Regions from separate parts of the Sus scrofa genome. Here region 2 is linked to region 1. Evidence: chromatin contacts called from public HiChIP or PLAC-seq data. All regions are on one chromosome and are shown on one strand. The core of a region is the stretch at or near the end of the contact, and the rest is flanking DNA. Distances in the headings are between cores, read along the strand shown. Region 1 overlaps EDEM2 (ER degradation-enhancing alpha-mannosidase-like protein 2). Region 2 has its middle 22 kb from the start of PROCR.

Region 1 (7,429 bases), core at 1,004-3,503:
AAAATTTTTAAAACTAAAATCAAATAAAATCAGAGCCCCTATCAGGAGCTCCCATTGTGGTGCAGTGGAATTGACTCTGACTAGTATCCATGAAGATTTGGGTTAGATCCCTGGCCTTGCTCAGTGGGTCGGGGATCTGGAGCTGCTGTGAGCTGCAGTGTAGGTTAGTACCTATAGCTCCAATTCAACCCCTAGCCTGGGAACTTCCATACGCCATGGGTGCGGCCTTAAAAAAGCAAAAAAGAAAAAAAAATCAAAGTCCTAACAGGTCCTTTGTGATTTGGCTCCTGCCCCTCCCTGGCCATCTCTTCCTGCTCTCTCCCTGGCTCCCAGAGATCCAGCCACACAGCCCTTCTCTTGGGTGAGCAAGCACACGCCCACCCCTAGTTCTATACACTGTTGTTTTTTCAGCCTGGAGCACTTCTCCTTCAGACATCCTCCCTGTCAGCTCCTTCACTTCCGTCAAGCCTCTGCTCAATTGCTGCCTCATCTGAATGGTCTTCCCTGGCCTCCCACATGTTATAATAATCTCCTACCCCCTTTATCTTATCCTTTTGGGATTCTAAACACTGACTTTTAATGATGTAAAAATTTAATCTTCTTTTTTTTTTTTTAAGGCCACACCCTTGGCATAAGAAAGTTCCCAGGCTAGGGGCTGAACTGGATCTGCAGCTGCTGGCCTACAGCACAGCCACAGCAACACCAGATCCAAGCCATGTCTGTGACCTACATCACAGCTAACAGCAACGCTGGATCCTTAACCCAGTGAGCGGGGCCAGGGATCGAACCTGAGTCCTCAGTGACACTAGTCAGGTTCATTACCACTGATGGACAATGGGAATGCCTTATTTTTTTTAAATGTAGCATCATTTACTTATCTCATCCTCACTTAATGGACACGAAGGTGGTTATCAGGATTTTTGCTCTTTATGAGCAACTAATTAGGAGTCTTTATGAAGAAAAATTCATACTGAGTTTACAATCAGGGCTGAGTAAGTTTACTTGCTACATCCATTTATTTTAGCTTCTCAGATTGAGCAATGTATTTTTTTAAATAAAACTAATTCTCAGTAGATATCTATTTTACACAAAAAAATGACTAAAATATGGACTTGAAGTACCAAAAATTATTGTTCTCTTGTCCTGTTTGCCAGAGTCCAAGGAGTCAGACGCCTATTCCCATCATTCATTTTGGAAGGGCTCCAAAGGCTTCATTTTCGTGGAAATAAATCAAGAGTTCCTAAAGCCCCAACGGGCTCATCCACTTTGGCTTTTCACAAAATACAGCATATTAGAAACTAAAACATATCATTGCTTTATATTTCTCCTACACATATAGGTCTTTTCTTTAAAAATAAGTATCTGTGTTTTACTTTTGGAATATAATCATGTTACAACTTTTTGAAAAAGAAGGGTTTTTGTTTTTAATACCACACCCTAAAAAAACCTCTATGGGCTTTTTGGTGAATTTTCTTCCATGATATTTGCTGACACATCTGGTTTTTCCATGTCCGTAACCACTGTTTACATCTTGCCTGCTTGGGTCCTCTAAGGATGTGACATGGCTTTCATCCTTGACTCTTTCAATCCATTCTGCACAGAGCAGCCAGGGTGGATCTTTCTAAACTACAAATCAGACATATCTCTGCTCTGCTGTAAATCCTAACCAGGCTTCTCATGCCAAGCAGAACAAAATCCAAACTCTTCCCCAGGGCCCTACATGATCTGGCCCCTGCTGACCTTGGGGACTGCATCTCCCCCCACTTCCTCCTTGCTCACACCTTTCCAACCACATGGGCCTTCCTTCTGTCTCCTAGATGGACATTCACTGTTTTTCCTACTAAAATGTCAGCTCAGGGCTTGGTTTTTCTTCACGGCTATAACCGCCTAGCCTGTGAAAGCCACTCATAAATATCTGGAAGACCCAGTAAGGCTGTTTTTAATGACCCCTGGGTTTGCACATAAGGCTACGGAACTCTGTATTTCTCTTCAATAATCCATTTTATAGGCCTTTTCACAAAATGTTTCATGAAACTCACCCTTGCAAAGTAGCCTATTCAGACAGCTAAAGGACTCCAAAGCACAGAGAATCCAAGGCCATGGAGTCAAGACCCCTGGGAACTAATCCCAACTCAACCTGCATTAGCTCCGAGACCTCTAGCAAGGCTCTCAGCTTCTGTTCCTGTCTCTCCACCTATAAATAAAGGTATTACTTACATCTCTAAGGTCCCTTCCAGTGCTAATATTCCAGAGGCTCCCTGGCAGCAGGGGGAGACATTTCCCAACTCTCGGGCCCATGGAAACACTTACTGTGGCAAATCCACATTCCACCTTGCTGATTTTTTCGATGGATTCCACAGCATCTCTTCCGAGTTCTAAGAGGGTGGGGTCCCCCGTAGCACGGTAGAGATACATTGCGCTCTCAATGAGTTCTGCAAAGTTCAAGACAGACCCTGCTCACCCAGTGGCTGATCAGGGAAGGCCTGGGGCCTGCCTGGGGCAGTGAGGGGCTCCTCCCACCATACCTTGTCCACGGGGTCCCAATGAAGGGGGAACCTAGGACAACTCATTTAATACTAATCTTCAGAGCCAGTATATACCCAAAGTCTGAAGCTTTGTGAAAACCAGCATTAAAACAGACCTTCGACTCCCATTCCAAGAGGGGCCAGGCAGCCAGGCTCTGAGACAGGGAGGGTGACAGAGGTTGCTGCCTATCTCCCAATATCTATTCCTTCCTTCTTCCTTAGTAACTGAATAGCTAACTTTACCCAAGCACAAGACTGCCTGGACTAACAACTGTTCCCAGTAGTCAGTGTGGGATTAACATCCCTGACACCAAAGACAGCCATACAGGACCAGAAAATCAGAGGGAAATAAATTTATATTTGAATTAAGCTACTACTTTTTCTCTGTCACTTACAACCTAACCCAATCCTAAAACTTAGAGCATGAGCCTGTCATTATAAAGCTCTTTCCAAGCTAGGATGGACAAAAAGATGAAGGTGAAGATATTCAGGAATCAACTTTCAATCTAGCCAAGATGCTGCCATCAGTTCACTGTGCCCAGAACAAGTCAAGAGTCTTACCCTACTCTACACCACACCTGGAATTTGATGCTTAGACATGGATCCCGTCATAAGATGGCTATTAGCCAACGGGAGCTGGTCCAGATGAGAATATTCATTCCAGAGAAATGAAAACGCAGCAAAATGTGTTTACAGCTTTCAGATATCTAGAGCTATTATGGAAATGAAAGATTTGACCTCTAGGGTGGGCCCAGTGGGTAGAAGCTACAATTCCATAGACTTCCCACTTTTGCTTTTTTTTATTTTTTGCTTTCCAGGGCTGTATATGCAGCACATGGAATTTCAAATATTTGGAATCAATTTAGGGGTTAGGGGTTAGGGATCAAATTGAAGCTGCAGTCGCTGGCCTACACCACAGCCACAGCAACGCCAGATCCGAGCCACATCTATGACCTACACCACAGCTCACGGCAGCGCTGGATCCTTAACCCACTGAGTGAGGCCAGGGATCAAAGCCTCGTCCTCATGATACTAGTTGGGTTCATTACTGCTGAGCCACAATGGGGACTCCAGACTTCCAACTTCTTTACTGTCTTTTCTCGGAGAAGAAAGAATGCCTCACCCCTCCCTATACCAACCTCTCCTCCTGATGTTCTACTTCCTGTTTCCTCCTGGCCCTTGATCGGCACTTTTCTCGCTTTTGATTTATTACCTCAAACTCTATTTCTTATTTTTGGAGAGAAGATTGCCGCCTATCTCCCCAGTTTTCTCCTACTTCTCCTTTCCCTTTATCCCACAGGCCTCCAGACACCTGCTAATCTAACTGCAAATATTCTAAGACACAGACTGGGGTACATTTACTAGCAGATGAACACACTGTGCGTGTTCAAAGACAGAAAAGACGGTGGCCTCATGGGAGGCTTCTCCTTATGCTTCTGGCAGCTGGCTGGCTCAGTGTAGCCAGGACCAAGCATCTCATTTCTCGTTTTCTCTTACTCACATGGGCCTGCATAGGCTAATGACTGCTTTAATTTTCTGTATATCTGGCCAACTCTTTAGAAGAGGGTGACAGCCCAAAGCTTAGATTTGGACTTAGGGGGAAGTAATGGCCCACAGAGGCTTTTAGGCTTGGTTCAGTGCTCCAGCACTGCTGGTCAGATACATGGACCAGGGTGGCAGGCACTGGCCTATCTAATTATAGAATAGCACTTATCTCCCATTTGCTATTGCTTTGGGGTAGGAAGGGTCACTGGACTAAGGCATTCCTGGATGCCTGGCTGTGGTGCCTTCCTTTCCACTGTGCCTTCCTGCCAGCCTATCCTGCAAACAGAACAGATTGCCTCTACAAGTAGTGAGCCTCCTGCAACTGGTGGTAACTGAACAAAGACAACAAAACCACTTGGCCGGGCTATTACAGGGGGATTTCCATCAGAAGACCTCTCAGGTTCCCTCTAACCCTAAGAATGCACAAGTCTGTCTTACATTTAATCTTAAACTGTCTTCATCTCATCTATTGGTAACACGGGATACAATACCATCTGAGCATTTGCTTTTTTAAAAAAAAAAAAACAAAAAAACAAGGAGTTCCCATTGTGGCTCAGCGGTAATGAACCCAACTAGTATCCATGAGAACGCAGGTTCGATCCCTGGCCTCGCTCAGTGGGATCTGGCATTGCTGTGAGCTATGGTGTAGGTTGCAGATGCAGCTCAGATTCCCCGTTGCTGTGGCTGTGGTGCAGACCGGCAGCTGCAGCTCTGAATTGACCCCTAGCCTGGGAACGTTCATATGCTGTGGGTGTGGCCCTAAAAAGAAAAAAACAAACAACAACAACAAAAATGAATAAATGCATGAGAAATACTAAAAATGGCAACCCCTAAGGAATCAAAAGTGCCTAATTTGCTCTTTCCAGTTGCTGTTTTACTTCCTCTTCTGTTCCCCCTCCAGGACCCCTACAACAATCATTTAAAGGATTAGAGGGTAAGAGGAGGAAGGAAATGGGGTAGAGAAGGGCAGAATGGGCAGAAGCTACTAGAAGGCCCACCCCACATCTGAAAGGCATTCAGGTGGGAAGAGCCTAAAACAATAGTAACATAACTTATTTGGGGGGCGGGGGTGACTGTGTGCTGACTAAGCTTCCTTCCTCTGTCCGCCTTTCCCTTCCCCGCCTCACAATGTTGAAGTTTCCTTCAGTGAATCAGAAGATCGGAGCTGGAAAGGAACTCAGGAGAGTTATCAAGTATGTAGTCCCTTCCTTCTCTAAATCTTGACTTCTAAGCTGCAAATGGGGAGGTGGACGAGAAGAGATGATTCATTCCTAAAGTTCATTCCAAAGTTCTAACTTCCCATAGATGCCTAATTTATCTGACCTGACCCACCAACTTACAAATTTGGTTTCCACGTCTGAAATCTTGGTAGCAGGAACTCCAAAGGTGTTGACCTGGCTTTTTCCATCTCACTCACTTATCCAAGAGCAGAGTATGTAGTTAGGACACCTGGGTTCCATTCCTAGCTCCTACACTTAACTGCCTTGGGCAAAGCCATTTCAACCCACTAGGCTTCTGTTTCCTCCTCTGAAAATATGGGGATAAATAATTCCTAGCAGGAAAATCATCCAGAGCCACTGGAAGAAGCAGATGGGGGGGGGGGAGCTTTGAGCACTTGCAAGGGAGGCATGGAGCCTCATAGAAATGTGAGGTCTGGGGTTTGGAGACTCAGAGCTTGTGTGCCAGAGATGGACCAGAGATGCTGCTTACCCGGCCGGAGTGGGTAGCCCTCTCGCTTCTCCACTGTATATCCCTGAGGAATGTTGTAGAATTCTGGGAGCCCCCCAAACTGCTTCCAGACGGTGTAGTAGTTGAGGAAGGTTCTCATGGCATTGTCAATGTCCCCAATGAGGCTCTGTAGGAGAGAAGCAGTTGTCAGACAAGCAGCCACTAGGCAGAAAACCCACATCCCCAAACCCCACACAGGCCCTCAGGGAAAAGAAGAAGCAAAGGCTTACGAGCCAAAAAGATCTGCCATCAAACCCTGAGTCAGCTACTGACCCCTCATTCAGCCTCAAATCAGAAACTTGACTTCTCTGAGCCTCATCTATAACAGGCAAAATACAGTATATGTTTTATGTTGTTGTGAAAGACAGAGGTTGTATACAAGTCCTTGCCCACCAGTACATGCTCAGTCAACCCTGGCTACTAACAGTTTTTAAATAGATAAGTCAACCCATCTGATTCAAAATTCTAAGAATAAGAAAAAGTTGGAGTTCCCATTGTGGCTCAGTGGAAACAAATTCCACTAGTATCCGTGAGGATGCAGTGGTCCGGGATTTTGGGTTGCCATGAGCTGTGGTATAGGTCGAAGATGCAGCTCAGATACCCCATTGCTGTGGCTGTAGCATAGGCCAGAAGCTGTAGGTCCAATTCAACCCCTAGCCTGAATTTCCATAAGCCGCAGGTGTGGCCCTTAAAAGCAAAAAGAAAAGAAAAAGTTGATTGTACTAAGACTCACCCTGACCCTGGACCCCAGCGAATAACCACTTTGCATTAGTTTGTAAACATAAGCAAAGATGTCTGAGTGTATATTATTTTCCCCGCACTGAATATAGCTTATTAAATACACTGGTCTATGGTTCCCTCTATTCATTTAATAACATATCTCGATTTTTCCATGTAAGTACATAAAGCACTCCCTCCTCCTATTTATATAGTTGCATAGTTCCATTGCTTGGACTATGATTGAATTAGTTTCCTATTGAGAGTTGGCTTGGTTCCAATATTTCGCTATTGGTTGTAATAATCAATGCTGCAACAAATAACCCTACACATGTCGGCTGAAACATATGAGAAGTGTATATATAAGAAAAATTTCTAGAATTAGGACTGCTGAGTCAGGGGATATATGTATTTATAATGTTACTAGCTGCTACTAAGCAACAATCTTTTTTTTCTTTTTTAACTATTTTAGGGCCGCACCTGTGGCATATGGAGGTTCCCAGGCTAGGGTTCAAATCGGAGACACAGCCGCTAGCCTATGCCACAGCCACAGCAACTGGGGATCCGAACCTTTTCTGTGACCTACATCACAGCTCATGGCAACGCCAGATCCCCAACGCACTGAGTGAGGCCCAGGATTGAACCTGCATCCTCATGGATCCTAGTCGAGTTGTTAACCACTGAGCCAGCAAGAGAAGTCTGGTAGCTATCCATATTAATATAAGCTCACAGAAAAACAGCCAACCTTCTTGACATTTTCATCAGATTGTGTCAGGGGTAGAACTTGACATTTCCCAAACAAAATTCTTAGTTTCCTCGCTCCCCAGCAAGGTTGCCTCCCTACACTCACTTCTCTCCTTCTCAGTAAATGGCACCACTTCCAATGATTCTACTCTAGCCAGATGCCTATGGTC
Region 2 (7,402 bases), core at 2,625-5,124, 69 kb after region 1:
TTTAAGAAATTGCCACAGCCACCCCAACCTCCAGCAACCACCACCCTGATCAGTCAGCAGCCATCAACACTGAGGCAAGACCCTCCACCAGCAAAAAGATTGCAACTCACTTAAGGCTCAGATGATGATTAGCATTTTTTAGCAATAAAGTTCTTTTATTTATTTACTTATTTTTGGCTACATCTGTGGCACACAGAAATTCTCAGGCCAGGGAGCAAATCTGAGCCACAATGCTTGACAATACCAAATCCATAACAGCTAGGCCAACAGGGAATTCCAATAAAGTGCTGTTAAGTTATGGTATGCACATTGTTTTTTTTAGAATAACATTATTGTACACTTAAGAGACTACAGTACAGTGTAAAAATAATTTTATGTGCACTCAGAAGCCAAAAATTCATGTGACTGGTCTTATTGCAATATTCACTTTATTGCAGTGGTCTGGAATCAAATCCATACTATCTCCAAGATATGCTTATAAAGATGTTACAAAGTAACAGTTATATATATATGTATGTGTATATATATAATATATACACACATATATATAATATGAGAAAAGAAGGCAATAGACATTGAAATCAGAGTCCAGCAAAAAAAAAAAAGTTAGTGCCCCTCTGGAAGGGAGTTTTAATTTTTTTTATTATTATTATTTATGATTTTTTTCCATTATAGTTGATTTACAGTTTTGTCAATTTCTACTGTAGAGCAAAGCGACCCAGTCATTCATATAAATATAAATATAAATATATGTGTGTGTACCTATATTTATGTGTGTGTGTGTGTATGTATATATTCTTTTTCTCACATTATCCTCCATCACGTTCCATCTCAAGTGACTGGATATAGTTCCCTGTGCTATACAGCAGAATCTCATTGCTTATCCACTCCAATGGAATAGTTTGCATCTATTAAGAGTTTTTAATATCTAAGATACTTTCCAGCTCTAATAATTAGGATTCTAAGTTCCTAAGTCCAGACAGCTGGCATTTGGGCTACCATAAAAGTTCCAAAAGTTCCATTCTTCTTCTTGGAACAACTTCTGAATGTTTGGCTTGTCCCAGTAGTCAGACTGCTGGGGGCTGGTTTGAAGTTTACACAAGAAATAAACAAATCTGGAATAAATCTAAACAAGTGACTCCTTAGCATATTTCTAAGAGCCTCCCTCTGAGTGGATGGCTTATTGTCTTCCTCCGCCTTTTAATTCAGTTCAAATGTATGTTTTGAATTTGTGCCTCCTGCCAGATGTGAGGTTTAGGTTTCTATACTTTATTCTTCTTCCAATTCAATCAACTGTTGCTGGGGCCTATTTTATGTAAAGCATCATGCTAACTGCTCTCGGAGATGCAAAAATGGGTAAACCATGATCCCTGTCAGGAGTTTATAGTGTATAAGGAGAGGCATATAAAACAACTTATTTTCATACAGAAGGTATGAAAATGGTACAAAGTAATTATAAGCTGTATACTGATGGAAAGGGGTCAGGGAAAGCTACACAAGGTCCATTCGTTTCTTCTAGGCCTTGAAGGAAGAGAAGAACTTCATTAGATAAAGAGGGGAAAGGAAGTTCCCTGGTGGCTCAGCAGGTTAAGGATCCAGCTTTGTCATTGCCATGGCTCGGGTGACTCCTGTGGCATGAGTTCAATCCCTGGCCCCAGAATTTCCACATGCCTCGAAAAAGGAGGGGAAGGATTTGTTTTCCCCTCTTAGGCTAAGCTCTTTGAGGGTAGAAATTATACTTTATTTATCCACATGTTCCTGAGATGTCCAGCAAAATACCCAACACAAGGGAAGAGTGCAATACATGTTTGTTCAATGAATGAATAATGAGTGGATTCTGGGTGGATAGAACAACATAAAGGAAAAGAGGGTGAAAGTGCACCTTAGGTTTGCAGCATAGTAAATGGTCTCCTGTGGTTGCTCTGAATGTAGTTTATGTGAGGAAAAGTTGTGGGATGAAATGGGCCATTTGAGTACCAGCTTAAGAAGGCCACACTAAGAAGTGATACTTAATTCAATGGATAGTAGTTAACTAGTTCCTCCTCTAGGGAAATAAAACACCCTCGTTCATCTTTGTAGCCTTAGTATCTAGAACAGTGCCAGGGATTTAGAAGTGAGACAACGAATGGCTAGATGAACGAATAATTTGATGATTTTTGAGAAAGGAAGTTACTTCATCCAGTCTTCTGCTTACTTTAATGATAACAATTCCTCTTATATACAATTTTATCATTACAGAAACATTTTTATTCTGTTATCTCGTTAAAGATTTTATTGATCTGCTGAACAAGTTTATTAGGAAAGGAGGGCAGGTATTATCTGCATTTCCTGGCAGATGTTATTGTTCTCATATCTAGTGTATGGAATCCAAAACTCTCCTTCCTCTGATATCCCTTCCTATACCTGAGGACTGGTGTACATGGACTTGAATCAAACAGCCATGTTGTGGGCAGCCTCAGTCTTGCTCCACACTCACCATTCTCCAGACTTCTCTATATCCCTCCAAACAGATCCGACTCTGCAATGCAGGGATCCTTCACTCACTGCTTAATGGAGAGCCTGGTAAAAATGTTCATCATGTTCCATGCAGCAAAAACTTCATCAAATTCTCCTTTAAACATTTCTGTCCTTCTCCCCAAGATTCCTCACCTGACCCTTCAATTCATCTCCCTCTTTCCTCTCACAATCTTGCCACCCCTTCCCACCAAAACAACCAACCAACAACAAAACCCTTAATGTTTTTTAAGCCTGCCATTTTTCAGCACAAACATTCCTTCCTGCAAAACAAAAGTCCTATTATTTTTGTTATGTTTTGTTTTGAATTGCCTCAAGCATCCTATCTGACGTCTCATTTCATCAGTTACAGATGAAGAGGGAATGAGATTTGGTCTATGGAGCTCCAGAGAACAAATTAATGAATGAGTAAGAGGAAATCAGAGAGAAATAAATGTTAATTCAGTATAACTTTCTTTCTTTCTTTTTTTTTTTTTTTTTTTTTTGGTTTGGAAGAAATCTTCATTTCTCAAGTGAAATAAAAATAAAATTGCAGGAGTTCCTGTCGTGGCACAGTGGTTAACGAATCCGACTAGGAACCATAAGGTTTTGGGTTCAATCCCTGGCCTTGCTCAGTGGGTTAAGGATCCGGCATTGCTGTGAGCTGTAGTGTGGGTCGCAGACCTGGCTCGGATCCTGCGTTGCTGTGGTTCTGGTGTAGGCCGGTGGCTACAGCTCCAATTAAACCCCTAGCCTGGGAACCTCCATATACCAAGGGAGCAGCTCAAGAAAAGGCAAAAAGACAAAAAAAAATAAAATAAAATTGCAGCAAGAGTTGTTACTGGTATGCCTGAGTCACTTTAGGAAAATTGCTGTCAAATCTTTGCTCTTGGAGATGAACTCTTCTCCCCTCTTCACCATTTCCATCTGGACAGTCTGTTTTTCTTCACCCACAACGACACACACACAATTGCAGGAAGAAAAAAAAAATCCAAACAATCGGCAAACCCCAAGTTCTCTAACTAGAGAGGGAGGAAAGGGAAAGAGGCTTGGAAGGACACCCCTCGTGGTGGCTTGTCCAAATGCTGGATTCTCAGCACCGGAATGGCATTGGGATCTGGTCTAGTTTATAGACAAGGAGGCAGGGACAAGTGTAGTGAGTTGGTGACAGATTGAGGGGAAATTCGGGGCCCCGATCCTGTGCTATGACAGCTGCCACTCCAACCTGGAGGGCACAGAATATTCAGTGTGCCAGATTCCTGACGCGCATGCCCCGGCCTCTTTCCCTGGCTTCATTCCACAGGTTTCAACTCTGTGAGCTCTCGCAGCTCTTCCAGCAGGTCAGCTGGCCCTTGGCAAGCGAGCTCACACTGCATGTCTATTTGAGGTGAACTGGATTTCCAACCTCACCACTGCTCTGGGCAACAAAGCCCAGGCTTGGGCTCTACCCCCAAAGCCCCATGGTTCCAGATCTCGTGCCCCCAGGCTGTGAGTCTGTCCCTGAGATGGGACACTCTCCTTTCCCCCCAGCCTGTCACACAACCCACCTGAGCTCTTCCTGTCCCTGCCCAGAGAGAGCTACCTGGGGGTTAGTAACAGTCTCACATAAGTACTAAGAGGAAAATGAAAAATATGGAATACTTCAAGAATTTGTGTGTCATCCTTGTGCAGGGGCCATGCTGATCTTTTCCATACCATTCCAATTTTAGTATATGTGCTGCCGAAGCAGGCACCAATATAATTTTCTAATAGAACAATCCAATAATGGAACTGGTTGCTTTAAAAAGCAGTGAGCTCTCTGTCACTACAAGTATTCAGGCGGGTCAGCTCCAAGTGCTGATCTCTGAAACCACATGTGACAGCCCTGCATATTTGAAAGACAGTGATCCTGTTGGCCCAAATCTTCTCTTCTCTAGGTTAAACATCTCCACCTCCCTCAAGATTCCTTATGTGATATGACTTTTTAGTATCCTATTATTACTCTTCTGGACTTAAACATGACTTGTCAATTTATGTGAATTTATTTCAAAAATATTTATTGAGTGTCTACGATATTTCAGATATTATCTGAGGAGCTGGGAATGCAGCAGAGAACAAAATGATGACCTTATCCTGGTAGAACTTCCTGTCTACTGGGAAAGAGAGACAATAAACAAGTAAAGTTTTAAAATGTCAGTGATAAGAAGTGCTAGGTAGAAAAGTAAAGGAGGAAAAATAAAAATTAAAAAAAGAAAAGGAGGAGTTCCTGTAGTGGCTCAGTGGTTAACAAATACGATTAGGAACCATGAGGTTGCAGGTTCGATCCCTGGCCTTGCTCAGTGGGTTAATGATCCGGCATTGCCATGAGCTGTGGCATAGGTCACAGATGCAGCTCGGATCCCGTGTTGCTGTGGCTCTGGTGTAGGCCAGGGGCTACAGCTCCGATTAGACCCCTAGCCTGGGAATCTCCATATGCCGTGGGTGCGACGCTAGAAAAGACAAAAAAACAAAAACAAAAACAAAAACAAAAAAGAAAGAAAGTAAAGAAAAGGAGGTAAGGTATAATCATAAAGGGATCATGTGTGCCAGGGGTTGCTGAGTTGCTGTTTTATTCAGCACAGTCAGGGCAGACCTCTAAAATAGGATGACCGTTGAGCAGAGTTCTAAAGGGATCAAGAGAGTGAGCCATCACATGGCTATGGGAAGAAGAGTCTAATCTAAGTAGATGGGACAAGTGCCAAAGTGCAGAGGAGTAAGTCTGGTTTATCTGGTGAACAAGGAGGCCAGTTTATCTAGAGTGTGTGGGCAAAGAGGAGAGAAGTAGCAGGAGGCGAATCACATAGGGCTTTGTATGCCAATTATAACTACTTTGATTTTTATTCTGAGATGGGAAGCCATTGGAGGCTTTGGAGAAGAGGAGTGACATGATCTGACTTTTGTTTGAAGAGCATTACTGTGGCCACCATGGAAGAAATAGAGCTCAGGAGCAAAAGACACATTCAGGGAGACCCAAGGACACACACAACCTGGTATGAGGCTACTATCATAACATGGGTGAAAAATGATGATGCCATGGACCAGGGTGTCTGCAGTAGAGAAGGTGAAAATACTTGGATTTTGGACATACTAAGAAGACAGAGCTAGGAATTCCCATCGTGGCTCAGTGGTTAACAAATCTAACTAGGAACTGCGAGGTTGCAGGTTTGATCCCTGGCCTCACTCAGTGGGTTAAGGATCCGGCGTTGCCGTGAGCTGTGGTGTAGGTCGCAGACGTGGCTCAGATCCCAAGTTGCTGTGGCTCTGGCGTAGGCCAGTGGCTACAGCTCCAATTAGACCCCTAGCCTGGGAACTTCCATATGTCACAGGTGTGGCCCTAGAAAAACAAAAAGACAAAAAAAAAGAAAAAAAAAAAAAAAGAAGAAGAAGACAGAGTTGATAGAATTTGCTGACAGGTCGGATGTGGGTATAAGAGAAACAGAGGAATAAAAAAGGGACTCTAAGAAATGCAAACTAGGAGTTCCCATTGTGGCACAGCGGAAACAAATCCGACTAGGAACCATGAGGTTGCAGGTTCGATCCCTGGCCTTGCTCAGTGGGTTAAGGATCCAGCATTGCCATGAGCTGTGGCGTAGGTTGCAGATGCGGCTTGGATCTGGCATTGCTGTGGCTCTGGTGTAGGCCAGTGGCTACAGTTCTGATTAGACCCCTAGCCTGGGAACCTCCATATGCTGTGGGTGCAGCCCTAAAAAGACAAAAGACAAAAGACAAAAAAAAAAAAAAAAAAGAGAGAGAGAGAGAAAGAAAAGAAATGCAAACTAAAGCCACATTATGATGCCACTACTTACCTACCCAAATAGTATTTTTTTAAAAAAGACAAAACTTGAGAGGGCAGGAAGGAGAGAGGGAGGGAAAGATAGTATTGGTGAAGATGTCAGATAACTAGACCCCTAATACTTTTCTGTGGGTGATGTAAACTGGTACAACCACTTTGGAGAACTGACAGTATCTACTAAAGCTGAGTATATATTCTTCAGGGAAACACGTACATATATCCAATAAAAAATACATAGATGTTTGGTCACAGCAGCATTATTTGCGATAGCCCCAAAGTGGAAACTATCCAAACACCTGTCAAGAATAGAGTGATTGAATAGATTATACCATATGTACATGATAGAATATACAGCAATGAGAATGGACAAACTTATATTACACGCTTATTATGAATACATCTTGTGAATACAATGTTGCGCAAATGAAGCCAGACACACAAAAAAGTATATACTTCCTGATTCCACTTACATAAACTTCAAAGACACAAAGAATTAGCCCATGGTGATGTACAAAGTCAGGATTTGGTGGAGTTCCCATCGTGGTTCAGCTAGTTGACTAGTATCCATGAGGATTTAAGTTCGATCCCTGGCCTTGCTTAGTGGGTTAGGGATCTGGTGTTGCCCCAAGCTTTGGTGTAGGTCACAGATTCGATTTGGCTTGGATCTGGTGTTGCTGTGGCATAGGCCGGCAGGTATAGCTCCAATTTGACCCCCTAGCCTGGAAACTTTTATATGCTGCCAATGCAGCCTTAAAATGACAAAAAAAAAAAAAGTCAGGATATTGGTTACCCTTGATTAGAAGGGGGAAATGAGGGCTCTGGGGGGTAACGGTCTGTTTATTCATCTGAGTGCTGACAATTTAAATCTGCTCATGCAATTGGTCAGTTAGTTCAGTTGGTTACACCGTGCTGCTAATAAATGTGACCACTTCGTGAACAGTTATTGAGTTATACACTTATAATGTGTATACTTTTCTGTATTAGTATTATGTTTCAATAAAGTCTGAGTTCAAAAGATAGAACCCTGAGGTTTTTGGTCTGGGCAACTGGAGATAAGAGTTGTCATCTGTTGAAAGGGGGAAACTATAGGAGAAGTAG

Evidence for each region. HiChIP or PLAC-seq counts read pairs in DNA pulled down with a chosen protein or histone mark.
Region 2: an H3K27ac HiChIP or PLAC-seq map of skeletal muscle shows a contact between it and region 1. The contact joins two enhancer-like sites. A contact is called at or near these places in 19 of 47 Hi-C or Micro-C datasets (adipose tissue, blood, brain and 12 more) and 2 of 2 datasets of contacts at active chromatin or transcription factors (alveolar macrophages and skeletal muscle).

The regions. Positions count from the first base shown.
Region 1 is chr17:38,484,433-38,491,861 of Sscrofa11.1, forward strand. It overlaps EDEM2 (ER degradation-enhancing alpha-mannosidase-like protein 2), which reads right to left. Exons shown (of 11, transcript XM_003359958.5): 9 at 5,781-5,925; 10 at 2,311-2,432. Among named protein-coding and RNA genes, the nearest start is that of TRPC4AP, 20 kb to the left of the region's middle. Within about 2 kb of position 2,254, at least 5 of the 83 cell types and tissues checked have an H3K27ac peak or open chromatin away from gene starts, as enhancers often do. A contact at or near this core is called in skeletal muscle, where this site is marked.
Region 2 is chr17:38,551,362-38,558,763 of Sscrofa11.1, forward strand. No RefSeq gene overlaps it. Among named protein-coding and RNA genes, the nearest start is that of PROCR, 22 kb to the left of the region's middle. Within about 2 kb of position 3,875, at least 7 of the 83 cell types and tissues checked have an H3K27ac peak or open chromatin away from gene starts, as enhancers often do. A contact at or near this core is called in skeletal muscle, where this site is marked.